Regions from separate parts of the Sus scrofa genome. Here region 1 is linked to region 2. Evidence: chromatin contacts called from public HiChIP or PLAC-seq data. All regions are on one chromosome and are shown on one strand. Each heading gives the region's core, a stretch centred on a gene start, on an enhancer-like site or on the middle of the called end of the contact. The rest is flanking DNA. Distances are from core to core; before and after follow the strand shown. Region 1 overlaps PPCDC (phosphopantothenoylcysteine decarboxylase). Region 2 overlaps PTPN9 (tyrosine-protein phosphatase non-receptor type 9).

Evidence for each region. HiChIP or PLAC-seq counts read pairs in DNA pulled down with a chosen protein or histone mark.
Region 1: an H3K27ac HiChIP or PLAC-seq map of alveolar macrophages shows a contact between it and region 2. The contact joins two enhancer-like sites. A contact is called at or near these places in 1 of 47 Hi-C or Micro-C datasets (epiblast stem cells) and 1 of 2 datasets of contacts at active chromatin or transcription factors (alveolar macrophages).

The regions. Positions count from the first base shown.
Region 1 is chr7:58,538,004-58,544,241 of Sscrofa11.1, reverse strand. All of the region lies in intron 2 of PPCDC (phosphopantothenoylcysteine decarboxylase), which reads left to right. Among named protein-coding and RNA genes, the nearest start is that of PPCDC, 8.2 kb to the left of the region's middle. Within about 2 kb of position 1,686, at least 42 of the 83 cell types and tissues checked have an H3K27ac peak or open chromatin away from gene starts, as enhancers often do. A contact at or near this core is called in alveolar macrophages, where this site is marked.
Region 2 is chr7:58,101,651-58,108,508 of Sscrofa11.1, reverse strand. The region is part of intron 1 of PTPN9 (tyrosine-protein phosphatase non-receptor type 9); the gene reads right to left. Among named protein-coding and RNA genes, the nearest start is that of PTPN9, 27 kb to the right of the region's middle. Within about 2 kb of position 4,233, at least 2 of the 83 cell types and tissues checked have an H3K27ac peak or open chromatin away from gene starts, as enhancers often do. A contact at or near this core is called in alveolar macrophages, where this site is marked.

The DNA.
Region 1 (6,238 bases), core at 437-2,936, 440 kb before region 2:
TGGAGCCTTAGGGGCTCCCTGTTGCCTGCAGCTCTGGTTTTAGACTCTGTTTAGAGATGCCCAGGGGTCACAACAGTATGTTGGGGTGGAGGGTTTAGCCCTCTGCCCTTGGTCAGATCACCTCAGCTTTGACTGGTTTTATATATTGGGGTTCTGGGGCAGATTCTTTTTGTGGGAGAAGTTCAAGGCTTTAAACAGTGTGAAAGCCAGCAGGTGTGAATCCTTCTCTCTCATCTGGTATCCTAGGCCCTTCGACTATCACTCTCCCACTGCCCCACGTTCCATCCCGAGGGCCTTTGCTCTGGCCCAGCCCTTGCCAGGCTGTGCCGCCCTCCCTATTCCTTTCTGCCTTTTCAAATTCTCCGCAAACACTTCACACAAAAGCCAGGATTCCTGCCTGCCACAGCCCATGTGGTTTTGCTCCCTTCTCCTTTTTTTTTTTTTTTTTTAAATTTTTTAAATTTTATGGCCATACCTGTGGCATATGGAAGTTCCTGGGCCAGGAACTGAATTCAAGCCACAGCTGTGACCTGTGTGGCAGCTGTGGTAACACTGGATCCTTTGACCCACTGTGTGGGGCTGGGGATTGAACCCGAACCTCTGCAGCAACCTGAGACACTGCAGTGGGCTTCTTTTTTTTTTTTTTTTTAATTTTTGTTGTTGTTGTTGCTATTTCTTGGGCCACTCCCCCGGCATATGGAGGTTCCCAGGCCAGGGGTTGAATTGGAGCTGTAGCCACCGGCCTACGCCAGAGCCACAGCAACGTGGGATCTGAGCCGTGTCTGCAACCTACACCACAGCTCACGGCAACGCTGGATCCTTAACCCACTGAGAAAGGGCAGGGACCGAACCTGCAACCTCATGGTTCCTAGTCGGATTCGTTAACCACTGCGCCACGACGGGAACTCCCTGCAGTGGGCTTCTTAATGCACTGTGCCACGGCAGGAACTCCTGTTCCCTTCCTTTTGATGTGTTTGTGGGAGAAGGTGAGTGCCACGTCTTACTACCCCACCATCTTGATCCAGCTCCCCTGCTGCTCCCTTCCTTTTAAAACTCATTTGATGTATTAAAGAAAAACTAGAAGTGGTAAAAACAGATTTTATTCAGAAAAACTACTGCAATAAGGCAAAAGAGGCCTCAGTTTAGAACTGGGTTTAAAAAAAGAATAAACAATCAAACAAAAAGATTTTTTTAAAAAATAAGAAAAAAAGTAAAATTGAAAAAAATAGAACTGGGTTTAATTTTGAATACAAGAAAAGGTTGAGACATATAGCCAAGGGTGTTAAGCTGATGTGCTTTTTCCTTGCTTGTATCTGCGCCGCGTGTAGCTCAGATGGGTGTACTAGAGTGTCCAGCAGGGGGCAGTGCTCACTTGCAAATGACCATGTCAGGGTTTTTTCTTTTTTCTTTTTTTTTTTCTTTTAAACTTTCCACTAACTTCTATCCAGAAAGTCACCCCCTCACCCCACCCTCCATGCTGGGATGATCAGTGAAGCAGGCAGCCAGGGATGCCAGTCAGGCCAGAAGCAGGAAGGGAGGAGAGTGTTGTGGCTGCTCTGAGGCTGGGCACTGGCGCTTCTGGGGCAATAACCTCTTTGGCCTGCCCCCTCCTCGTGTTCTCAGAACCAATGGTAGGAGCTGGCTAGCTAGAGCCTTCAGGGCAGGAGGCCTGAAAGGGGTGGCTGCAGCCACAGCCTCTGCCACCACCCCCTGGGGAGGGAGGGAGCCGCACAGTTCCCTTTTCCCATAGCCCCAGAACAAGTGAATTTCCGGACTGGGGGTGGGTGGGGGCAGGGAGTCCTATCCCAGGAAACAGATGGGCAGCCTCAGAGCTGAGGGAAATGGCAACTCCACCGCTTCCTGCCATCCCACACAGCTGGCGTTTATAGGGGTGTGAGGAGAGGGTTGCCTGAAGCAGGGAGGCTCTCCAGCCCACCCTAGGCCTTTTAGCCCAGCCACTGCCGCTGCTGCTGCCGCTGCCGCCACTGCTGGGAGACAGGCCCTGTCTGGAACAGGACTTGGCTCCCTCTCTGGCTGGAGTTGAAGCTGAAAGTCAGGCGGACAGAAGGACAGTGACCTGGGAGGGAGGACTTTCTGACTTAGCCTCCGGGAGCCTGTCTTTCTCATTTGAAAATAAAGATGATGACTGCCACCCATCCCTTCAGGCTGTTGTCAGGGCTGGGGGAGGGGAACACAGATGAAACAGTTTGTCATCTGGTGCCAAGGACTAGGCGTAGCTCCTAGCACGCGGAAGCACTTAACAGTGTTTGTTTCCTGTCCTTCACCCTCTCCTTTCCACTGTTGTCGTGTCCTTTGGGGCGGCCACATGTAGTGTGTGGTGTTGGGGTTGGTGAGATGGCCCATGTGGAAAGAGCTGTGGGAGCCACTGTCCATCTGCTTATGTGGAGGGGCCCACTTCCCTCTCATCCTGTGGATGGGCAGCTCTCCAGAGAGCCTAGATTTGCTTAGTAGGGTCCTTGTGAGGTGTTGGTAACCAGAGGGGAGGATCCCTGCGTGCCTTGTGTTGGCCCCAAGGCGGTGGCCTTCCCCCCGCCGCCCCCCACTTCCTCACACTCCCTGATGGTACCATCTCCCTAGAGCCCTCCTGGGTCTTCCCCGCCCCACCCAGGAGTTGCCTTTGTCCCTTGGAATGGTCCTTCTCAGCTCTTTGACTAAGGCATGCGTGAGGCTTTCCTGAGCTCCCTTAGGGATCCCTAGATTTTGACTAGCAAATGAGCAGCTGGGGTGTGGGTGGCAGGGAGCTGGGTGATTCTGCAGACCTGGCTGAGAACCACTCCTGTTCACCAGTGTGTTCAGGCTTCCCAGGAGGACCACTGACCTGGAGCCAGACCAGGGAGACTGTGAGGAGGTGATGGGGAGGGGCGGATTTGGTCTTCTACCTCACACACCAGCAGGTGGGGAGGGCGGCCACCAGCAAAGAAGCTTTGGAGCCTTTATTTGAGCTTGACGAGCTGGACCAGCCTGCCCTCAAACGAGGCTGCTGGGCATAGCAGGATTTCTCACCCTGGGACTCTGGGCAAGTCAGGTCTTTTTTATGGCCTGCAATAAAGCAGGGACTGGGTACTCAAATGATATATCTCCAAGGTCTCTTCCATCTTGAGTGGTGGAAGATCTTAGATGTGAAGACAAAAAGGACCAGGACTCGAAGGCAGCCTGAGAGAAGGTCCTGGGGTGCAAGAGCTGTGGCTGTTTTGCCGTCCTGCCATTGTCATGTAATTGGGTGACCCTTAACGGCTGAGCTTGTGGCTCAGTTCCTGCCTTCTGGTTGGCACCGTCCTCACTGTGGAGAAGACAGACACCTCTCTAACTTTTGCTGGGCAAGTGTCGGCAGGGCTGAGAGTCAGAAGAGGATTTCTAAAGGTGAAGAAAACCTCCCATCCTGGGAGTTGGCAGGCCTGGAGCTTAGAGAAGGCTAAGTTTACAGAATGCCTGTCAGAATATTCAAGGCCATTAATTAAGAGTGAGGGGAGAGGGCCTTATTCATATGCCGAATGAAATAAATTCTGCTCTTCTGGAGGACTATTTTGGCAATTATCTGGAGAAACCAAAAATAGTCACAGATTTACCCATAGGATTGAATGCTGTGAGGCACAAAAGTTCACCGGATGTACAAGGATGTTCATTATAGCCCTGTTTATAATTTCAAAGCAAAACTGAAAAGAAACAAAACATCCAACAATAAAAAGTTGTGATGCAGTTACGGTTCAGCCTCTTGATGGATTCCGAGGCAGCAGTTCAGGGAATGGGTGGCCCTAACATGCTAATGTGAGACGGTCCCGAGACAGAGTGAAAGGAGCAAGGTGCTGGAGTTGGCAGGCCACGGCCCACAGGCCACATTTTGTTGCCTGTTTTTATATGACCTGCAAACCATACAGACGCCAGCCATTTACAATTTTACTTTATTTTTAGTTTTTTATGGTTTTAAATGGTTAAAAAAAAATCAAAAGATTTTGTGACACATAAAATTATATAAAATTCGGATTTCAGTGTCCATAATGGTTTATTGGAACACAGCCACATCCATTCAAGTGTTGCCTGTGGCTACTACAGTCTTGCTGCTACAGAGTAGAGTAATGGTGACAAAGCCCGAAGTAGTATCTGGCCCTTTATAGACTAAGTTTGCCAACTGCTGGCATTTAGTGTGATTCCTTTTGTGTCTTCACATATCCGAGTTACCGCCTGTGATTTTTCCCCCAGAGGTGGTTACCCGTGTGGAGAGATGCAGGCAGGAAGGGAGACTTGTATTTTGGGTGATGCTGTTCAGTTTTGATGTTCTAACCTCTGTATGTGTGTTTATTTTTTAAAGTCAGTGAGGCTTTCTATGGGGGTACTATGGAACATTTTTTTGGTAACTTTATGTGCCTCCCGCCCACCAAGGAAAGGAGAGCAGGAGAAACATGGCCTGGTTTGAGGTTTTTTTTTTTCCTTTCCACGTGGGGCCACCTGCCTGCTCTGTGGTCCTGTTTTGGACACTGGTCTATTTAGCTGTAGTCCTCTGAGGCATTTGTTTGGGCCTCTGCTGGCTTGGCTGCCACCATCCTTCTGTGCCCTGCTCCCGCAGAGAGTGAGCTCCACAGGCCGCTGGTCAGAGGCAGCCAGCCCAGGGCCAAGGAGTCCTGCATCCAGGGTCCTTCCCTGAAGCTTCAGAATGGTGTCCCTAGCAAGAGCTTCCATAGTCTGTTTCTCTAGTTTCATTCTTGAGAATTTTTTCTTGCTGGGGAAGGGCTTGGAGGGATCGGTAGCTTTGTCCTGCTCGAATGGCCAGAGAGGGCTGTGTGGCCAGAATACCAGCTTCCCCAGGAGGCCTGTTTGGCACCAGAGGAGAGAACAGCAGAGCCTGGTGGGAAAGGGCAAGGGTCACAAAAGGGCTGGGATGGCATAGTGAGCTGGAGGGATCCCTGGAGGCCCTGCGGTCCAGATGGCTCATGGCTCAGAAGGGGAAACCAGACCAGAGAGGAAGAATTTGCCTGAGGTCTCCAGCCAGTGAGCTGGCAGAACTGAGGCTCAAGGCCAGTTTTCCTGATTGCTGTCAGCAAGTGAACTTGAGGACCTCAGATCTGGAGCTCAGATCATGGGCCTTCTCTGCTTCACCTAACCACGGCCAAGAGGATGAGAATGCTCAGGCAAGTGTGTATTCCTGCCTGGTCTGTCTTGCTTTATGGTCAGGGGTCATACATATCCCACCCACCTGTTAGATACACTGAACCCTTACTAGCTCGGGCTCCCGTGTGTGTAGTAGGCTCAGTAAATGTTTGTCAAGTGAAGAGATATCGCTGAGAGACATTGGGAAACCCACTCAGCCAACCAGAACGCCCTTGGGTATTTGTTCATGAGGCCACCTCCTCCACAGCTCCCCCAGCTGCTCACTGCACCCAGAGTCCTTTTTCCTAGACTATACCGGCCACCCCCATGCTCAGTGGGGTCAGGCACTGCCAGTGTCAACACTGGGTGGCCCAATGTCAGGGTCTTCTGCAGTGTGTGTGTCAGCCCAGAGGCCTGAGCCAGCAAAGTTCTGGGTTCCTTGCCTTGTGGCAGGTTATGTCACGCCTGGGGCATCCTCTTTAGGGTTCTCAGCAGTCCCCTGTGGAGCTCTCATCTCATGCTCTACTTAGAAACACCTGCTCTTTTCTGGCCACTCAGCTAGGGGTTCAGCTGGGGCTCTACTTGTATATAGAGCTGTGCTATCTAATACAGCGGCCACTAGCCACATTCAAATTTAAATTTAAATTATTAAAACTAAATAAAACAAAAATTCAGTTCCTTTGTTACACCAAGTGCTTAGTAGCCACATGAGGCTAGGGGCTGCCATACTGGACAGCACAGGTGTGAAACATTTCCAACACTGCGGAGAGTTCTTTTGGAGGATTCTGTAGAGTAGCACTTCTTAGCTGCCTCCCAAGGGGCACTGGACAATGTCATTTTTGGTTTTCATACTTGAGGAAGGGGGTGCTACTGGCTCATGGTTATAGTAGGTAGAGGCCAGAGATGATTGTGGAGGTAGATGTTCAAGCATGGGATTTATCTTATTGTTTGACTATGGCAGTCCTCCACAGGCCCCTTTGATATCTGCCCCAGAATCAGCCTGGGCCAGACTAGGGGCTGAAAAGTGAAAGAGGAGGTATCACCCCCAAATTCTGTTTTCCATTTCCTTTGCCAGACTCTCCAGGAGCTCCAGGTGGGATTGCTGATGTATCTTTAGCAGAGAAAAGGAAACCAG
Region 2 (6,858 bases), core at 2,984-5,483:
AAAAGACAAAAAAAAAAAAGCCTCTCTCTATACACAGTTGATCAGATCTCTCCCTCTATTTATATGGGATTTGGTGCAGGCACTAAGTATAGACCAATTTGTGGCTGTTATCATAAAAAGTTCCATATATTTTAATGAGCAACACACTCTTCAGAGGGATAATTGAAATTTCTGAAATTAATATTCAGTGTATTTCCTGGTAAAAGAAAGAATGAGACAAAGGATGAGTCATAGCTTACAAAAGACTTCAGCTCAAGGCTAATGACAATGCAGATTCAATCCCTGGCCTTGCTCAGTGGGTTAAGGATGCGGCATTGCCTTGAGCTGTGGTATAGGTCACAGACGTGGCTCAGATCCCTTATTGCTGTGGCTGTAGCATAGGTGGGCAGCTACAGCTCTAATTCGACCCCTTCCCTGGAAACTTCCATTTGCCTCAGGTAAGACCCTAAAAAAGACACACACACACACACACAAAATCAACATTCATTACGATTTTCTTTTAATTAGCCAAGTAGGAATAGAGGGATTTACCTTAATTTGGGAAGGACTACCTAAAAGAAATCTAAGCAATCATCTTACTAAATGGTAAAACATTAAAAGCATTTTTTTTTTCTATTAGAGGGGAAGACCAGGAGGCCTTGTATTACCACTATCGTAACACTGTACCGAAGGTCATATAATACAAGACAAAAAGAAATCTGGTTCAGGAGTTCCTGCTATAGCACAGTGGGTTAATAATCTGGCTTGTCTCTGGGGTGTTGCCGGTTCAATCCCCGGCCTGGTATAGTGGGTTAAGATCCAGCGTTGCCACAGATATGGTGTAGGCCACAGAGAGATGCGGCTAGGATTACACACCTGGCCTGGGAACTTCCACATGTCATGGGTGTGGTCGAAAAATAAAAAAAATTAAAAAAAAAAAAGGAAAGAAACCTGACTCATAAAGACAGCAACTTAAAAGAGAAAAAAAAAAAAATCCAGAAATAACCTCATGTAAATATAGAATATTTTAATATAATCCTTTGTGTATATGTGTTACAAATGCTATGCCAATTAACAGGAAAAGTGTATTATATGAATTTGTTCATATATGCATAAAATACATATAGGAAAATACAAAAAAAAAAACTGAGACGAAACAAATTAGGGCCAGAAAAAAGGGTGGAAGGGTAAACTATAAGCTTTTAAGTCCATGCAAAACCTAGTCAAAAGCTAAATAAAATGTATAGATTTTAGGAGTTCCCGTCATGGCTCAGCAGAAACAAATCTGACTAGTATCCCTGAGGACGAAGTTTCGAGCCCCTGGCCTCACTCAATGGGTTAAGGATTTGGTGTTGCTGTGGCTGTGGCGTAGGCCAGTGGCTACATCTCTGATTCAACCCCTAGCCTGGGAACCTCTATATCTCATGAGTACAGCCCTAAAAAGACAAAAAAAAAAAAAAAAAAAAAGTATAGATTTTAAAAGATAAATAAGGGATTCCCTTGTGGCCTAGTGGTTAAGGATAAGCACTGTCACTACTGTGGCTCAGGTTACTACCGTAGCTCGGGTTCGATCCCTCTCCTGGGAACTTCCGCATGCCATGGATGAGGGCAAAAATAAATAAATAAAATAAAATAAAAGATAAATAAAAAGATGTCATTTTTGCCTATCAACTGACAAAAATTAAAAAGACTGGAATTCCTGCTGTGGCATGGCAGGTTAATGATTAGACCTGACTCCCTGGTGGCACAAGTTCAATTCCCCGGGGGCCTAGTGTTTAAGGATTTGGTGTTGTCACCATTGTGGCTCAGGTTTGATCCCAGGCATGGGAACTTCTACATGCCACAGGCATGATGAAAAACAAACAAACAACGCCACCTTACTTAACTTAGTATGATAGCCTCTAAGTTCATCTATGTTGCTGCAAATGGCATTATTTCTTTTTTTATTTTTGCCATTTAAAACTGAAGTATAGCTGATTTACAATGTTGCATTAATTTCTGCTGCATAGAAAAGTGATTCAGTTATACATATACATAGTTATACACATACTTTTTAAATATTCTTTTCCATTATGTTTTATCATAGGATACTGAATATAGTTCTCTGTGCTATACAGTAGGACCACATTGTTTATCCATTCTATATATAATAGCTTACATCTACTAACCCCAACATCCCACTTCATTCCTCTCCCAACTCCCCCGTCCCTGGCAACCACAAGTTTGTTCTCTAAACCTGTGAGTCTGTGTCTGTTTTGTAGATAGGTTAATTTGTGCCATATTTTATATTCTACATATAGGTGATATCATACAGTATTTGTCTTTCTCTTTCTGACATACTTAGTATAATGATCGATATTTGCATCTATGTTGCTGCATGCAAATGGCATTATTTTGTTCTTTTTAATGGCTGAATAGTATTCCATTGTATATATGCACCACATCTTCTTAATTCATTCAACTGTCCATAGATAACTAGGTTGTTTCCATGTCTTGGCTACTGGGAATAGTGCTGCTATGAACAAAGGAGTATATGCACCTTGAATTATAGTTTTGTCCAGTATATGTGAAATATGACACAAATGCACCTATTTGCAAAACAGTAACAGACTCAAATGAAGCTATCTACAAAACAGAAACAGATTTACACAAGACAGACTTGTGGTTGTCAAGGGGGAGGGGGTTGGGGGAGAAATGGAGTGGGAGTTTGGGATTAGCAGATGCAAACTATTACACATAGAATGTATAAACAAGGTCCTACTGCATGGCACAGGGAACATCCTGTGATAAACCATAATGGAAAATTAATATAAGGAAGAATGTGTGTGCGCATATATACGTGTGTGTGTGTGTGCATACACACACACACACGTATATATACAATGAATCACTTTACAGCAGAAATTAGTACAACACTGTAAATCTACTATACTTAAATTTTTTAAAATGTTGCAATGAATGCTGGATAAATGTTAATTCACTGTAGCATTGTTTCTAATTGCAAAATATTATAAATAATCTAAACGATCAACAATAAATAAGGAAAGGAATCAATTATGTCCATACAATGGACCACTGTGCAGCCATCAAAGCAATCATAGTTCTCTGCTAAAGACATTAATACACCACAAACATGGCATCAATCTGTAAAATACTGAACCAAAAGTCTTTATTCTTTTGGTTCCATGTTATTTTATTACTTTCCTTCCATAAAAAAAATAAAATGGAAAAGTACACATGAATTTGAAATTGATCCAAAATAGTTCTATTTGCTTACTTTAATTACTACCAGTGTTACCTAAATTATACTATAATAATTATTGCCACCAAAAACTTTCTTAGAATGAAAAAAAACAAACAAACAAAAAAAACAAAAAACAAAAAACTGTCCAATGGGCAGTCCTCCAAATTCCTAACAACAACAACAACAACATTGGAGGAGTTACACCATCTCTGGAGCACTGGGACACAGGTTCAATCCCTGGCCTAGCAAAGTGGGATTGCCAGCTGCTGTGTAGGTCACAACTGCAGCTCGGATATGATCCCTGGCCTGGGAACTCCACATGCCAAGGGTAGCCAAAAAAGAAAAAAAAATTGGGAATGAAAACCAAATCTGGGAGTTCCCATTGTGGCTCAGGGGTAACGAACCTGACTAGTAACCATGAGGATGCAGGTTCGATCCCTGGCCTTCTTGCTCAGTGGGTTAAGGATCCAGCACTGCCATGAGCTGTGGTGTAGGTCTAAGATTAGGCTTAGATCCTATGCTGCTATGATTGTGGTGTAGGCCAGCAGCTATAGCTCTGATTCAACCCCTAGCCTGGGAACTTCCATATGCCACAGGTACAGCCCTAAAAACAAACAAACAAACAAAAAACACACAAGCAACCAAATATGTCCAGCTATTTCTTTTTTGGGGGGCCTCACAAGGGGCATGTGGAAGTTCCCAAGCTGTGGCATAGGTCTCAGATGTGGCTCAGATCTGGTGTTTTGGCTGTGGTGTAAGTGGGTGGCTACAGCTAGGATTTGTTTTGACCTCTAGCCTGGGGACCTCCATATTCCCTGGGGTAGCCCTAAAAGACAAAAAATGAAAGAAAAAAAGAAATACATATAGAAAGGCAACAGAGGTAGTGTTTACAATCAGAACTGCTTCACTTTATTTATTTGCTATTTTTTTAAGGCAGTATCTGCAGCACATGGAAGTTCCCAGGCTAGGGGTTGACTCAGCTGCAACCACAGGCCTATGCCACAGCCACAGCAACTCAGGATCTGAGCAACGTCTGCAACCTACACCACAGCTCATGACAAAGACAGATCCCTTAGCCCACTGAACAAGGCCAGGGATCGAACCAGTGTTCTCATGAATGCTAGTTGGGTTTGTCTGCACTGAGCCACAGCCAAGAACTCTTTTTTTTTTTTTTTTTTTTAAGTATTTACAGTGTGCTCAAATCTAATTGAATTCTACTCACCTTTCCTTCATTGTCCCTATTTATTTTCTCTACTGGTTTCCTGTAACCAACAGCTTAAAAAAACACCTAGCACAGAATCTTCCGCAGTGGGTATTCAAAATTTTTTTCTTATTTTAAAAGATATCCCCACATCATCAGTTCTCTTATTTTGATAGCCATGTGTTGTAAGATATAAAATCTCTTTCTTTTACTCATTAAGAGATCAAGGAAACTTCAAAGTCCTACAAATCCCATCAAAAATGCTAAATCCAGATAACCATGAAGGAAGGCCTAACACCATCCTCCTGATGAAACCAAATATGACTGAAAATTGTGACTCCTCCATCTATTACATTAAGCACTATGCCAGAACCAAAAAGAAGAAAAGCTAACTGCTATTAAAGGATTAACATGACAATGAAAACTGAAAAGCAGGAAACCCAAAGTAGGGCTAAGCAAGTGAAGCTTCCCATAAGAGTCCAAAGCATCAAGCAATACTGAAGGGCCAGAGTTAATTGAGCTATTAAACATGAAAAGCTATTCAGTGTTAATAACTTCCTACCAGCAGAAGGGAAGGGCGAGGGTTTAACAGCAGTCTACCAAGAAAGTGGGAAGGCCCAGATCAGTAACAGATGTTCCCCAATACATGATGAACAAAAAATGTTCTACTCATAAAATGAGAAAAAGACAGTCTTTTCAGCAAGCAGTGCTGGGAAACCTGGACAGCTGCATGTAAATCAATGAAACTAGAACACACCCTCACACCATGCACACAAATAAAATCAAAATGGCTGAAAGACTTAAATATAAGACAAGACACCATCAAACTCCTGGAAGAGAACATAGGTAAAACATTCTCTGATAAAAATCTTATGAATTATTTTCTCAGGTCAGTCTCCCAAAGCAACAGAAATAAGAGCAAAAATAAACCAATGGGACCTAATCAAACTGAAAAGCTTTTGCACAGCAAAGGAAACAAAAAAGACAACTTACGGAATGGGAGAAAATAGTTTCAAATGATGCAACTGACAAGGGCTTAATCTCTAGAATATACAAGCAATTTATACAACTCAACAGCAAAAAAGCAACCACCCAACTGAAAAACAGGCAAAAGACCTGAATAGACATTTTACCAAGGAAGATGTACAGATGGCCAACAAGCACATGAAAAAATGTTCAACATCACTGATTATTAGAGAAATGCAAATCAAAACTACCACGAGATACCACCTCACACCAGTCAGAATGGCCATCATTAATAAGTCCACAAATAACAAATGCTGGAGAGGGTGTGGAGAAAAGGGAACCCTCCTGCACAGTGGTGGGAATGTAAGCTGGTACAGTCACTATGGATATCAGTGTGGAGGTATCTTAGAAATTTATACATAGAACTACCATAGGACCCAGGAATCCTACTCTTGGGCATATATCTGGACAAAACTTTCCTTAAAAAAGACACATGCACCTGCATGTTCATTGCAGCTCCATTCACAATAGCCAAGACATGGAAACAACAAATGTCCATTGACAGATGATTGGATTAGGAAGATGTGGTATATATACACAATGGAATACTACTCAGTCATAAAAAAGAACAACATAATGCCATTTGCAGCAACATGGATGGAACTAGAGACTCTCATACTGAGTGAAGTAAGTCAGAAAGAGAAAGATAAATACCATATGATATGGCTCATATCTGGAATCTAATATAAGGCACAAATGAAACTTTCCATAGAAAAGAAAATCATGGACTTGCAGAATAGACTTGTGGTTGCCAAGGGGGAGGGGGAGGGAATGGGGTGGTTAGGGAGCTTGGGGATAATAGATACAAACTATTGCCTTTGGAATGGATAAGCAATGAGATCCTGCTGTGTAGCACTTGGAACTGTGTCTAGTCACTTATGATGGAACATGATAATGTGGGAAAATAGAATGTGTACATGTATGTGTAACTGGGTCACCATGCTGTACGGTAGGAAAAAAAATTATATTGGCGAAATTACTACTAAAAATAGTAATAATAATAAAATGTATTAAGATGTTGGGAAAAAAAATGTTCTACTCCTTTCAAAATGCTTTCTGCCTTGGCTCATGGTTCCCTTCCTTAAGTAGAGAGCGCTGGTCCCATATCGCAGTACAGAAGACAATTCAGTCCATTCATTTGTTAGAGCAAGACTTTGCCCTCAGCTCCAGTTCACACAAGCCAAAGAGTGTGGTCCAGCAAGAAACAGCAAAGGTAGCAACCTTTGTAAAGCCTTTAACCTGCACCAAAGAAGGAACTGTATACACATCATATCCAACAGCCTAGGCACACTAAGTATTATTAACTACATAAAGAAATCGAAGCACACAGAGCCTAAATAAACAAGCTGCCCAAGGTCCTTCAACTCAGTAAATGAAGAGCTGAGATGCTAAGGTTCTGAGGTTTGAA